Linked DNA regions of Macaca mulatta: region 2 is linked to region 1. Evidence: chromatin contacts called from public Hi-C data. All regions are on one chromosome and are shown on one strand. The core of a region is the stretch at or near the end of the contact, and the rest is flanking DNA. Distances in the headings are between cores, read along the strand shown. Region 1 holds the start of PHYHIPL (phytanoyl-CoA 2-hydroxylase interacting protein like). Region 2 has its middle 230 kb from the start of PHYHIPL.

Region 1 (5,594 bases), core at 1,031-3,530:
CCCAAAATTAAATGTTACATAATTTGTTCATTTTGCGAGATTCCTAATTTGAAAAGAAACAACTAAAAAATAATATCAGAATAAAATAGCTACTCCTCTAGGGGATCACAATAAACACAGCATTAATTTTTGCACTCTGTTAACTCTGTGAACTTCATAAAAAAGTTTAAATTTTCCCTAATATCTTTGAAACACGTGGTAAATGCAGTTTTAAGTATTGAAATTACTGGGTTCTGAAAAGCAACAATGAATGCCTAGTTCCAATGAGTACAAGAATGAGCTTTTGCTATATCATTGCAATAAATAAAAATGAAGTCTACTTTTATTATTCTTGTGTTTCTCTCAAACCAATCTAAGAAAATAAAAATATTTACAACTTGCAATGGTTAATTACCAAAAGTCATTTAATAAAAGTATAAACTAAAATCCAAATCACTTTCTATGTGTTATTAAAAATAATCTTTATAGTCTATAATCATGCAAGCTTACATATGGAATACCAAAATGATAAATTTTTTTAGATACCATAAATACGTGCACTTACTACCACGGTGACCAAAACAGTCTAAGAATAAAGGAAATACAAGCTGCCTTTGCAAGTGTATTTATTTATTCATATACTACACCTGTTTCAGAAATTAAAGTGGTTTTGGTTTCAAAAAGTTTGAATTCTGGTTTCAAAATTATTAAATATAAACTTATATTAATAAATATAAAATTTATTAATAAACAAATTCGGTGCTCGGTGCTCGCTTGATATAAACGTGCTGAATAGCAATGACCAACCAAGTGATTACCATTTAAATGACTTTGGAAACAAGACCTCTGCTCCCTATTTGGATTACGCTGATAAATTTTATGACCTTACTGTGAACGTATTAGCATCTGTACATAACTTTGGTTAAAGAAATGTTTTACAATCATTACCTTCATATACAGTTAAACATTAATTTCATTTATAGTCAAAAGTATTCGGGGCCCTCTTGACAACATGTGCACTGTGTTTCCTTTGTCAGATGTAGAATTTTACAGTCATTCGGCCAATCAATTACTAATCAGACGATTTCTTTACAAATGAAGTTTTGTTCCACATTACTGAAACAGCAGACTCTAACTAGTCCAACTAACCCAGAAGCGCTGTAACTAACCCCACTGCACACAGCACTAGCTTATGTCTTCAACGCTCAGACCTGTATTCAATCAATTTCCTTCTACAGGAGCCTGTCAACTTCAACAACAGAATAAACGATATAATATCAACACGCAATGGTACGTACTCGCCACATAGTCTGAATCACAGCACATATATTAGGCCAATATTTTCGACAGTCTGACTCAGAGCCCAAGAACCACGAAGATTGTGTCTGTCCTTGGTGCTGAAATGCACCGTTTTTCTGCGCCCTCACTGAAAAACTGTCATCCTAATCCCAATCCAAGAGTCTAAAAAGACTTGTTAATGTGAGGAGTCTGACGATGGGAGGTTTAAAAAAGAAAATAAGTTTCTGGAAGAGAATGCTAACTAGTGTGTGTGTGCTGGGGGAAGGGGGTTGCTAGAATCATCCCGAGGGCATTTCCCCTTCAGTGCCCGGCGACCCAGGAAATTCGGACTGCGGCAAAGATCGGAAACGCCTCGTCGGGGCAGGAGCCGCGAGCGGGAACGTCGCCCTCGTCCGGGCCAGGCGGGCGAAGCGGCGAAGGGCGCCACGGTTGTGGACGGCGACTTTCCGCGCCAAGGCGCGAGCCCCGGGGTCCTTTTGTTTCTGGGGTGAGGGGAGGGCTGTGGGCGGAGGGTAGCCCATATCTGCATTTATTTGCACAGAAGGGACAACAAAAGACCCTGCCGCCCTGGAGAGCGGCGTCGGCGGAGCCAGAGTGGCCCCGGCGCCTCGGCGCGGACTCGGTCCCTTTGCTCGCGGTCCCGGCCGCTCTTACCGTCCCGGTCGCACAGCTGAATGGCCTCCAGGCTGAGGTTTTTGATCACCTCCTCACAGGGGCTGGTGGGGCTGTTGAGGGCATGATCCAGGCGCGGAACCTCCATTTTTCCAACCCCCTTCTGAAGCCCGCCTGCTTCGTATCCAGGCTCTCTCTGCCGGCCGGGTGGGCAAGAAGGGCGGGAAAGGGAGGGGGAGTGGCAGAGGGAGGGAAGGAGGTCTGGGACGCGGTGATGCGGCGCCGAGGCTGAGGCGCCGGGCTGGAGAGCCGCCGCGAAGGCGACGGCTGTGGCAGAAGATCCGGGGAGTGTGCGGCTCTGAGAGACCGAGCAGGACCTGGCGCGAGGACTGGAGGCGCGCGCTCCCGGCGGGGAGGGGACGCAGCGCGCGGGGAACGTGAGGGAGAGGGCACGACGCGCGCACGCGCGAGGGAGAACGCGCCCACCTGCTGGCGCGCGACGGCCCCTCCCCCGCCCTTCTGCGCGCACGCGCCCCCACCTGCCCTCGAGCCACCAGCAAGGCAACCTCGCTCGTGAGGCGTCGGGCGACCAAGCGCGCAGGAATGGTGGGCGCTGTACGCCGCCCGGCTGCCTTTCCCTCTCTCCTAGTTATAGCCATTTGGCGTCTTCTGTCTGCTCTTGGTGCGTGGCGAAGCCCGAGTTGGCCCTGAGGCGTCCGCACGGGGAGGCGAGGGCGAGCATATTGGTTGTTTATGAAGAATTGGAAAAATAAGGGCCCGGACTCTTCGGACTCTCTGTACGGTATTGGGGTGTGGGAGCCACCTCCTCCCCTGAAGGTCCCAGGATACTCGCTGCCCGAACCCTGCGGGCTCGGCCGGACATTCCTCGAAAACAGCTGCGTCTGTGTGAGAAATGAGCGGATTACCTGAGGCGTGGGGGGGTTTAGAGACAGCATTTTGCTGGTCCCCGACCCTGAGGCGGGGCAAACGTGGAACTCCTTATTGCCAGAAAGGTGACGGAATGAGGAGATGCCGCAAGCCTGCTGAAAAGGCGGCGGGGCCAACAGCCACGGGACCAACAGCCACGCAGCCTGCCTTCGCCGTGTAGCTTCATTCATTCATGCATGTAGCAAATAAGTATTCAATGCTCACCCTATGCCATTGTTCTGGGCGTCAATAAAGGGAGGATAAACAGCACCTGCTCCCATGGATTTGGAAGGGATATTTGCTACAACAGCTAATGAAGATTGACTTGTGCTTCCTCAAGCTACCCTAAATTTGTATGCCCGTTGCTTTTAATTGCATTTAAGATTCTGCAGCGTACTTAGTGGATGTGCAAACGTTTTAAAAATAAAATAGAGATCACAGCCTATTGACCTCTGTTCCCATTTGCTTCTTTGGAATAGTTTTTAGTTTGGTTGCTATCTCGGGATCAAAAATAGTGTCCCCTCTTTTCTTAATGTGCTTGTAAAGTAATGTAAGTTCCCTTTTATTGATTTTCCATTTCACACATAAATGTTAACCAACAAGTAACAGTTTACACATAGATGTCTGTATACTACTCTTTTTAGTCACATCCTTTCAGCCATAACATGATGAAGTCTAGTTAATTGAAGCTTCAATAATGGAAGGACCAGCTTAAAGTAAACCTGTGAAAAATCTTGGCACAATTGAAATTTCATAAATACCTGTGAAAGATAATTAGGCATCTTACAGTGAAAAGTCTTCATTGTGAACTTATTAATGAAGATGGATGTTTTCAAAGTTTGAAAGAATTCTTGTTTTAAGGTAGGGGTGTCCCCAAGGAGAGGGTAAATTATTACCTGTCAAAGGATATGACGAGAGTACTTACTGGTGAATTTTCTGTGTTCGAAAGCCTGGCTCTGTAGGACTAGAAATTGGTATTGTAAGCCCAAGAGTGGGTTCATTTTTTAGAGTAGTCTTAAATTTATAAATCTCAAAAAAGGAACTGTGTAAATTAGAATAACAATTTACTGATTTACAAGTAAGAAATACGACATGCATTTAATAAAAACTCATGTAAATATTTATTAAGTACCTATGTCCAGGACACTGTGCTATGTGTTGGAAATTTGGGTTTCAAATTTATAAAGAAAGATATATATTGAAAAAGTAAAAGTAGGATGGGTGTTAAGAAAGAGGAAGTATGGGAGCTTGTAGAAGCACACACGAGGTTTATAACCTAGACTAGATGGGCAGGAAGATCTCCAAAATGATTTTATCTTAAGGGAATGAGAAATTATTAAAAGGTTTTAAATAGGAAATTAGCATGATCAGATTTGTTGGCTAGAATATTTGTGTAATAAGAAAGGGTAATGTTTCAAGAAGTGTATTAATGTCACTTTCTGGGTATACAACCTAGTCAGTCCAAAGCACCTGTCTGCTGAGGATTTGGATTCTTGTATAAAAAATACAAAAGAAATATTTACTATTTAACTTTTGATATTCAATATAGGATTTTTTAAATCGAGTTTTTAAGCTTAAAATCAAGTCATTGTCAAGACATAAAATGTAAATTTGTTTATGGTTCAACATACCAAGGCTAGGCCTGGTGGACGAAATGATAGGATTTCTCCCATAGTGAAGACAAGGTATCTTAGTCCACTATGAAGGATTTAGCCAGAGATTGATATAAGGAAGGTGGTGGCTATGAAGTAGGTAAAGTAGAAGAAAATCCTATTCTCTTTGGGTTGGAGAATTATGGGAAAGGGGTAGAAGATATCAAGAAAGGCAACCAGAAACATTTTTACTATTCCCACCCTGAAGATATAGGGTGACTTTAGAAATATCCAGGTTGGTGTGGGAAAACTCAAGGACAGAGAAATTACTTTCCCAATTATTAGATATCTGGGAAGATATCAGGCTGAATAGGGACCATATTCCAGTAACCTTGAACAGGGCAGAGACAGGGTAGGCGTTGACTTTCCAGAGTGCTGTAAGTTTCTATATACTGTTGAGACTCAGAAAACAATACCCTCCTCCTCCACAAAAAAAAAAAAAAAAAAAAAAAAAAGCCTCTGTAGTAAAAGTTTTTCCTCTCATCTTCTGACCTCCAGCCTCGGAGTCTCATTTTCCCCTGAGGCTAGCTATAAGAAACTAGAATCCCTGTTCCCCAAGGTTGGTTATAGAAACCACAACTCCTTTTCCCCAAAGCCAGCAATAAAATCTAAAAATATTCCTCTAACTTTTCTTCTGCTTTTCTGTGTAAAAACTGGCCATAAAGAAATTATCTTACCTACCTTGTTTAACTGAAGGTCATAAGATCCTCATTCCAGAGAGGGCCCTGCCACATAGCCAAAAGGAAGAAGTGCATGCTCAGAGAGGTCAAGAAGAATCTAGACAGACAGGCCTTTCTGGGTTTCCCTATTCGATCTATTAGTATTAGGTCATATTCCTTTTGTCCAGTCATATTTCTTCATGACTCTTCATACCTTGTTGAACCTAAGAATTAAAATGGTCAGTTTTTCCTGTGTCTTTGGGTCTTCATTCTGAAGGCTCCCCTCTGTTGGAAATGTGGTGTTCAAATTTCATGTAAAACTATAATCAAGTAATTTTGTATGCCTTTTCTCCTATTAATCTGCCTCTTGTCAGTAATTTTCAGCTAACCTTCAGAGGGCTAAGGGGGAAGTGTTCCCTTGGCTCCAATAGTACTCAGAAGGTGGTTGAGTTGAGAACTATTCAAT
Region 2 (5,652 bases), core at 1,388-3,887, 230 kb after region 1:
GTGTCACTGACAGGTTACTTGCCACCATGTTGAGTGTTGGCTAGTGAAGGATAGATAATTAATCCCCAAAATGCAATGAATATTCTTTTGATCTAAACTAATCAAAGCTAATATTGATGATCATGTTCTGCTCATCCACTTTTTTGGGGCTCAGAACACAGTACTCCAAAGTATGGCACCTTGGCACACTGTACTTCAGTCCTTTGAACTAAATGAAGGACATTGGAAGGGTCTCAAAGGCAAGTTCTCTCTGACCTCCTCCTGACTTCCTTTCTCCTATCCCTCTTGCTCCCCAAAAGAAAGACGTAGAAACCAGAATCCCTCTTCCCTAAGGCGAGTTATAGGAACTAGAATCTTTCTCTTCCCAAAGCAAACCATAAAACCTAGAAAAGTTATTCTTTCCCTTCTCCCTTTTTTACTGGTGGCAAATCCATATCCATACGGGTCTCCAGCAATCTCAATTCTTGTCTCCTCAGAAGAAAGAATTCAACCAAGGGGCATAAGGCAGAAGACAAGACCAAGGCAAGTTTTAGAGCAGGAGTGAACATTAATTAAAAAGGTTTAGATCAGAAATTAAAGGAAGTAAAGTACACTTGGAAGAGGGCCAGGCAGGTGACTTGAGTTTGTGCAGTTTGACCTTTTGACTTGGGGTTTTGTACATTGGCATACTTCTGGTGTCTTGCATTACTTCTCCCCTGATTCTTCCTTCAGAGCAGGCTGCCAACGTGTGCAGCAGCCTGCTAGCACCTGCAAGGGGAACATGCACAGTGTGTTTACTGGAGTTGTAGGCATGTTCCCTTGAGGTATTCTTCCCTTACCAGTCTAGCATTCCTAGAGGAAGGTCATATACCAGTTAAACTCTGCCATTTTGCCTCTTAATGTGCATGTTTGAGCCCACTCACCAAACTCCTGAAATCTTATTGAGAAGCTGCCACTCACCAGTTTCAGATTTTTTTCCATCTGTTGGGAAACTACCCCTCCCTGGTGCCAGTTGTGACAAATTATTATTTTATAGAGAGAGTTAACAATTGTCTGACCATCACCTGATGGTCACCTGACATTCCATTCCTCATGTGTGTATGTGGGGAGGGGTGAACCCTCTCCTGCCCTGCTTATGCCTGACTAGTTACCTACTGAAACACCTTGAAGACCCTCATTCCAGAGGGGTCCTGCCCCATACCTGGGAAGAAGGAATGCTGCACAGAGAGGCCAAGAAGAATCTGAAGCGACAGGCCTTGCTGGGTTCTCCACCTGAGTCTGTTACCATTAGATCATACCCTTTTGTTCAATCACATTTCTACATGGCTGTCTATTCTTCAATAAACCTAAGCATAAAAACAGTTTTCTCTGGGTCTTTGGGTCTTCATTTCTGAAGCCTCCTATAATGTAAAACTTTGATGAAATATATTTATTATTATTTTCTCTTGTTAATCTGTCTTGTTATAGGAGTGTCGACCGTGACCCTTATGATGAGTGAGGAAAGCTATCACACCTTTTTTCTCCTGCAACTTCCCAGTCAAAAATGAGCCTATTCTCTCTTTTACTGTCGTGCCAGGCTTCTTCTTTTTTTTTTTTTTTTTTTTTTTTTTCCTCTGTCACCAGGCTGGAGTGCAATGGCGAGATCTCAGTTCACTGCAACCTCTGCCTCCCGAGCTCAAGGGATTCTCCTGCCTCAGCCTCCCGAGTATCTGGGACTACAGTCACACACCATCACGCCCAGCTAATTTTTGTATTTTTAGTAGAGATGGGGTTTCACCATGTTGGCCAGTATAACAGGCCTCTTTACTCACCAAGATGCCTGCTAACTAATCTGATAAAAATCAGCCTTATCAACAACATCATGGAGAAATCAAGAATTCTATGAAATCAGCGTTCTCCTTTGCATGGTCGATAGCCCCCATGAGATCTGGTTTCCTCATCTCCTATCACTCCCTGCCTGGTCCAATGCCGTAGTCATTCCAGCTTCTTTTATCTCCTGCACTGCTCTTTCCCCTCTCTCTCCCTATGCAGCTTCACAACTGCTGTTTCTTCTGCCTGAACCACTTCTCTCCCCAACTAATTTCCTGTCTGCTAAGCCAGCCCTCACTCATTCTCATACATCCAGTACTTCATGAGGAAGTTATTCCTGTCACTCCTCCTCCAGCACCCATGTTACACTGTCTAGTATGTACTTCTCAGTAGACTTGCATCACAGTGACAACTACTTGTTCAGTGGCTGTCTCATTCCTCTGGGGGATGAGAATCCTGAGTGCAGGGACTGTCTCTTTTGTTTATCTCTGTATCCCCAGCACTGAGTCCAGACCTGGAACACACTGAACATCAGACAAATAGTTGTTGAATGAATTAATCAGAGTTAGTGAGAGAAGAAATGCATGGTTTGCCCCAATGGATATATTGCCTTTCCAAGCACAGTTTAAAAGATGGTAATTGGGCAAGTACGGAGTTTCTCATCAAATTTAATAGAAACAGAGAACTTTGCCTAGGAGTACATGAGCCTACTGGTTGGAACAACACTTTTTTTTTCTTTAGTTTTTTTTTTAATGATCATTAAATTGTACCTACCTTGACAATGTGACCAGTATCATAGTGTGGTATCAATTTCAGACTATAATGCTAGTCTGCCATCTACTGGTGCTATGGGGTAGTACTGTGAAACCTCTGACAAGCATTTTCATTTTCTCTGGAATCTTCTGGGTTCCAGAAGCTAGGAGGGGCATAGATTCCAACAAGCCCAACCATTTCATTTTACCCAAGGGGAAACCATTTCCCACAGGGCATAAACGACCACCCTGGGCCATACAGCTAATCAATGGAAGGTCTGGACTCTAACCTAGGCCTCCTGACAAAATCAGCCTCTTGGTTCTTATTCTTAATTGTAATTCTGGATGCTAACTGCAGTACATCTGGTCAACAGTGTTGACCTTGACTTTTTCCAAAAGGAAATGGAACAATTGAGACTTGTTCAAGTTTACACGCCAGGAATCTTTTACCCCCTTGTATAAAGCTCATCACATCCCAGAAAGCGTATCTGCTTTCTGTCCAAGGATTTCCTGGATCTGAAAACAGCTGTACAGGGTTGTGTGGGAAAGACTAGTTTTACAAATCTTGGAATTTCGCACCAGAAAGTTAGGCAAAGATGTGGCGCAAGACGTGCACTGCCTGCCGTTAAATTGTATGCCATCAGCAAGATCCTGAGGGATTCGAAACACACCAGACGTTTGTGTTCCGAAAAGCCATGATCTTTAATGGAAAAACTGACAAACCATAATGGAAAGAGGTAGGAACTGCCATCCTAATAAGAATTGACAGGATCATTGTAGAGCCTTCCAGAAAGGCCTCCTCTGTTAATCTGGCAGAATCGGCTGCAGAAGCACTAGGTTTTCCAATAGGTACCTTAAAAGAAATTTTTTTTAGCTACCCCTAGGGACTAGATTTAACCATAGTCATCTTGTTATTGTGTGGTTTGCATGGAAACACTCCTGTTAACATTCCTGAGATCAATGCAGAGTCAAAACAAACCAAACATCCCAGCACCTGCCAGAAGAATTTCATCTTTCCTAACAATTCTCAGAACAGAGCACTTTAGGGACTGAACTTCTAAAACAAAGGAAAGAAAGAAGATGTGGCTGCCTGGAAGTTCTCACTGGCTACTTCAAAAAAATTTCTCTGGAACTCTTTGGCTCTGAATGTGTTTTTAAATTTTTTCTTTACTCAAAACAGTACCGCCAGCTAATGAACAGGTCCAGGCTGGTCATTTGGTTCCATAATTTGGAAAAGTAACACCTTTACTTCATATCTCTGGGACCATTGTTGCCCAGCGATCTGACAAAGGAAAAATACCGTCAGGTCCCAAGGGGTTTCGGATCAACTGGGGTACTATTTTAGTACCTTCACGGTTATAATAAAAACATGTTTCCTCTTGGACAAAAATAAGAACTAGCTAATATAAATATTAATATTTATTCAATTAAATCCTTCTCACGATCGTCTCCCTTCAAGTCTCAACCTCTAGGAGACCGAGACCATTGCTCACAGACATGATCTGGAATGTCAGTGGTTTACACCTGAATCCCTGTGTACCCTTTCCATCTCAACACAGTCCCCATGGACAATGGCACCATCTGGACATCAGAATTACAGAGGACTGCATCAAGGTAATAGAGACCTTTGCCCCTCAGTGACAGAAAAAATGAGAATGTTCATGTTTACTCAGAATTTTAGTGTGTGGTTTAAATGAGGACTGGGAGATCCAAATGAAGCACCCAAGGCCAGATGAAGGTTCTTGTGATTTGGACATTACTACTGCTCCCTTTTCTCTCCTAGGAAAGAACTCAGAATTCTTGGAAATTCTGGACCTAATTTGTGCTCTGGCTGTCCCCTGATGGCTTAGAGACACTGCTCAGTGCAAGTGACAATTCTCCCATTGCAAAACCCATCAAGGAGATGCAGGTGACTGGAGCCCACGGTTTCCCCTCACTACACCCCTCATCATTCCACATCTGCCAATATATTTCCTTTTATTTCCACCTACTTCTACTATTAGCTGCTGCACTTACTCTGAATTCATTTGCATCTCTTCCCTGACTCATCCCGTTATTTCTTAGTCATCTATCAAGATCAAACAGTTCAAAATAGCCTAGTAGATTTGACGTGAGACACAGCTCAATAAAGTTGTTGACTGGCCTTTATCCCCTTGCCTGGCCCTACAAGTAGGGTATGATGGTCATGGAATTTTCATGCTGAAAATAGCATAAACACTACAGTTTTGAGAATTTTCACATTTACCCCAAAATTTTGTCTTGCACAGAGCCTGACTTAATTTAGGTTTAGTTTAAATTATTTCAAAATAAATTCGTATCTTGAGTTTGTTCATATGGGCAATCTGATACAGTTGTTTCAAACGAAACAAACTAAAAAAAAAACAAAAAACATAGTAAGCACATAATAGTGTTTAAGTGCGGGCTCTGGCCCCAGACTGCTTGAGTTCACATTCGCCACTTCTGAGATGAATGGCCTGTTCAAGTTATTTAACCCTTCCAAAATCCAGCTTCTTCATTTATAAATGCAGATAATAATAGTACCTGCCCCATCAGACCATTAGGATTAAATGAGATAATACACAAAATACACTTAGCATAATGTCTTGTGCATTGTTGATTGTATTGTTTTTAAATATATAAAACTGCCATTATATATATATAAGACATTTCAACATACATCCTCTCATTTAACCCCGATAACCCAAAAGTATAGGTACCATCCCCATTTTGTAGGATGTTGGCTCACCTGTAGACATAACTTTCTGTCCAGCTTTTTCAAGGAGCGTTTGCTCAATCACATACTGTAGAATATGGAGGCAGTGTTCTCCTTATTCCATTGCCATCTCCAAACTATTGCTCCAGACTGTTGCTCCTGCATTCTCTTGCAAAAACCCCTACTCCATTGGGACTCATGCTTTTGGCTCTACCATCCTCAATTCCTCTTTGTCACTGTTGTCTACAAAATCTGAGGCTTCTACCCCGATCCTAATATCAATATCCTATGTGACTTTATTATCCATGGTAATACCCAACATCCTGGCTGCTCACTTCCTTGAACTCTTCATCTCCAGTGCTCTTCTCCTCTACTCCAAATTTTGGTCATGTGTTTTCA

What was found. Hi-C and Micro-C count contacts between places; a contact is called where the count stands out from the background.
Region 2: a contact with region 1 is called in a Hi-C map of liver, with 16 times the contacts expected there. The contact joins the enhancer-like site here to the promoter of PHYHIPL in region 1. A contact is called at or near these places in 4 of 14 Hi-C or Micro-C datasets (fetal cortex germinal zone, fetal cortical plate, fibroblasts and 1 more).

What each region holds. Positions count from the first base shown.
Region 1 is chr9:90,639,616-90,645,209 of T2T-MMU8v2.0, forward strand. It overlaps PHYHIPL (phytanoyl-CoA 2-hydroxylase interacting protein like), which reads right to left and starts at 2,281. Exons shown (of 5, transcript XM_015147585.3): 1 at 1,933-2,281. The coding sequence starts at 2,038.
Region 2 is chr9:90,865,829-90,871,480 of T2T-MMU8v2.0, forward strand. No RefSeq gene overlaps it. Among named protein-coding and RNA genes, the nearest start is that of PHYHIPL, 230 kb to the left of the region's middle. Within about 2 kb of position 2,638, at least 6 of the 40 cell types and tissues checked have an H3K27ac peak or open chromatin away from gene starts, as enhancers often do.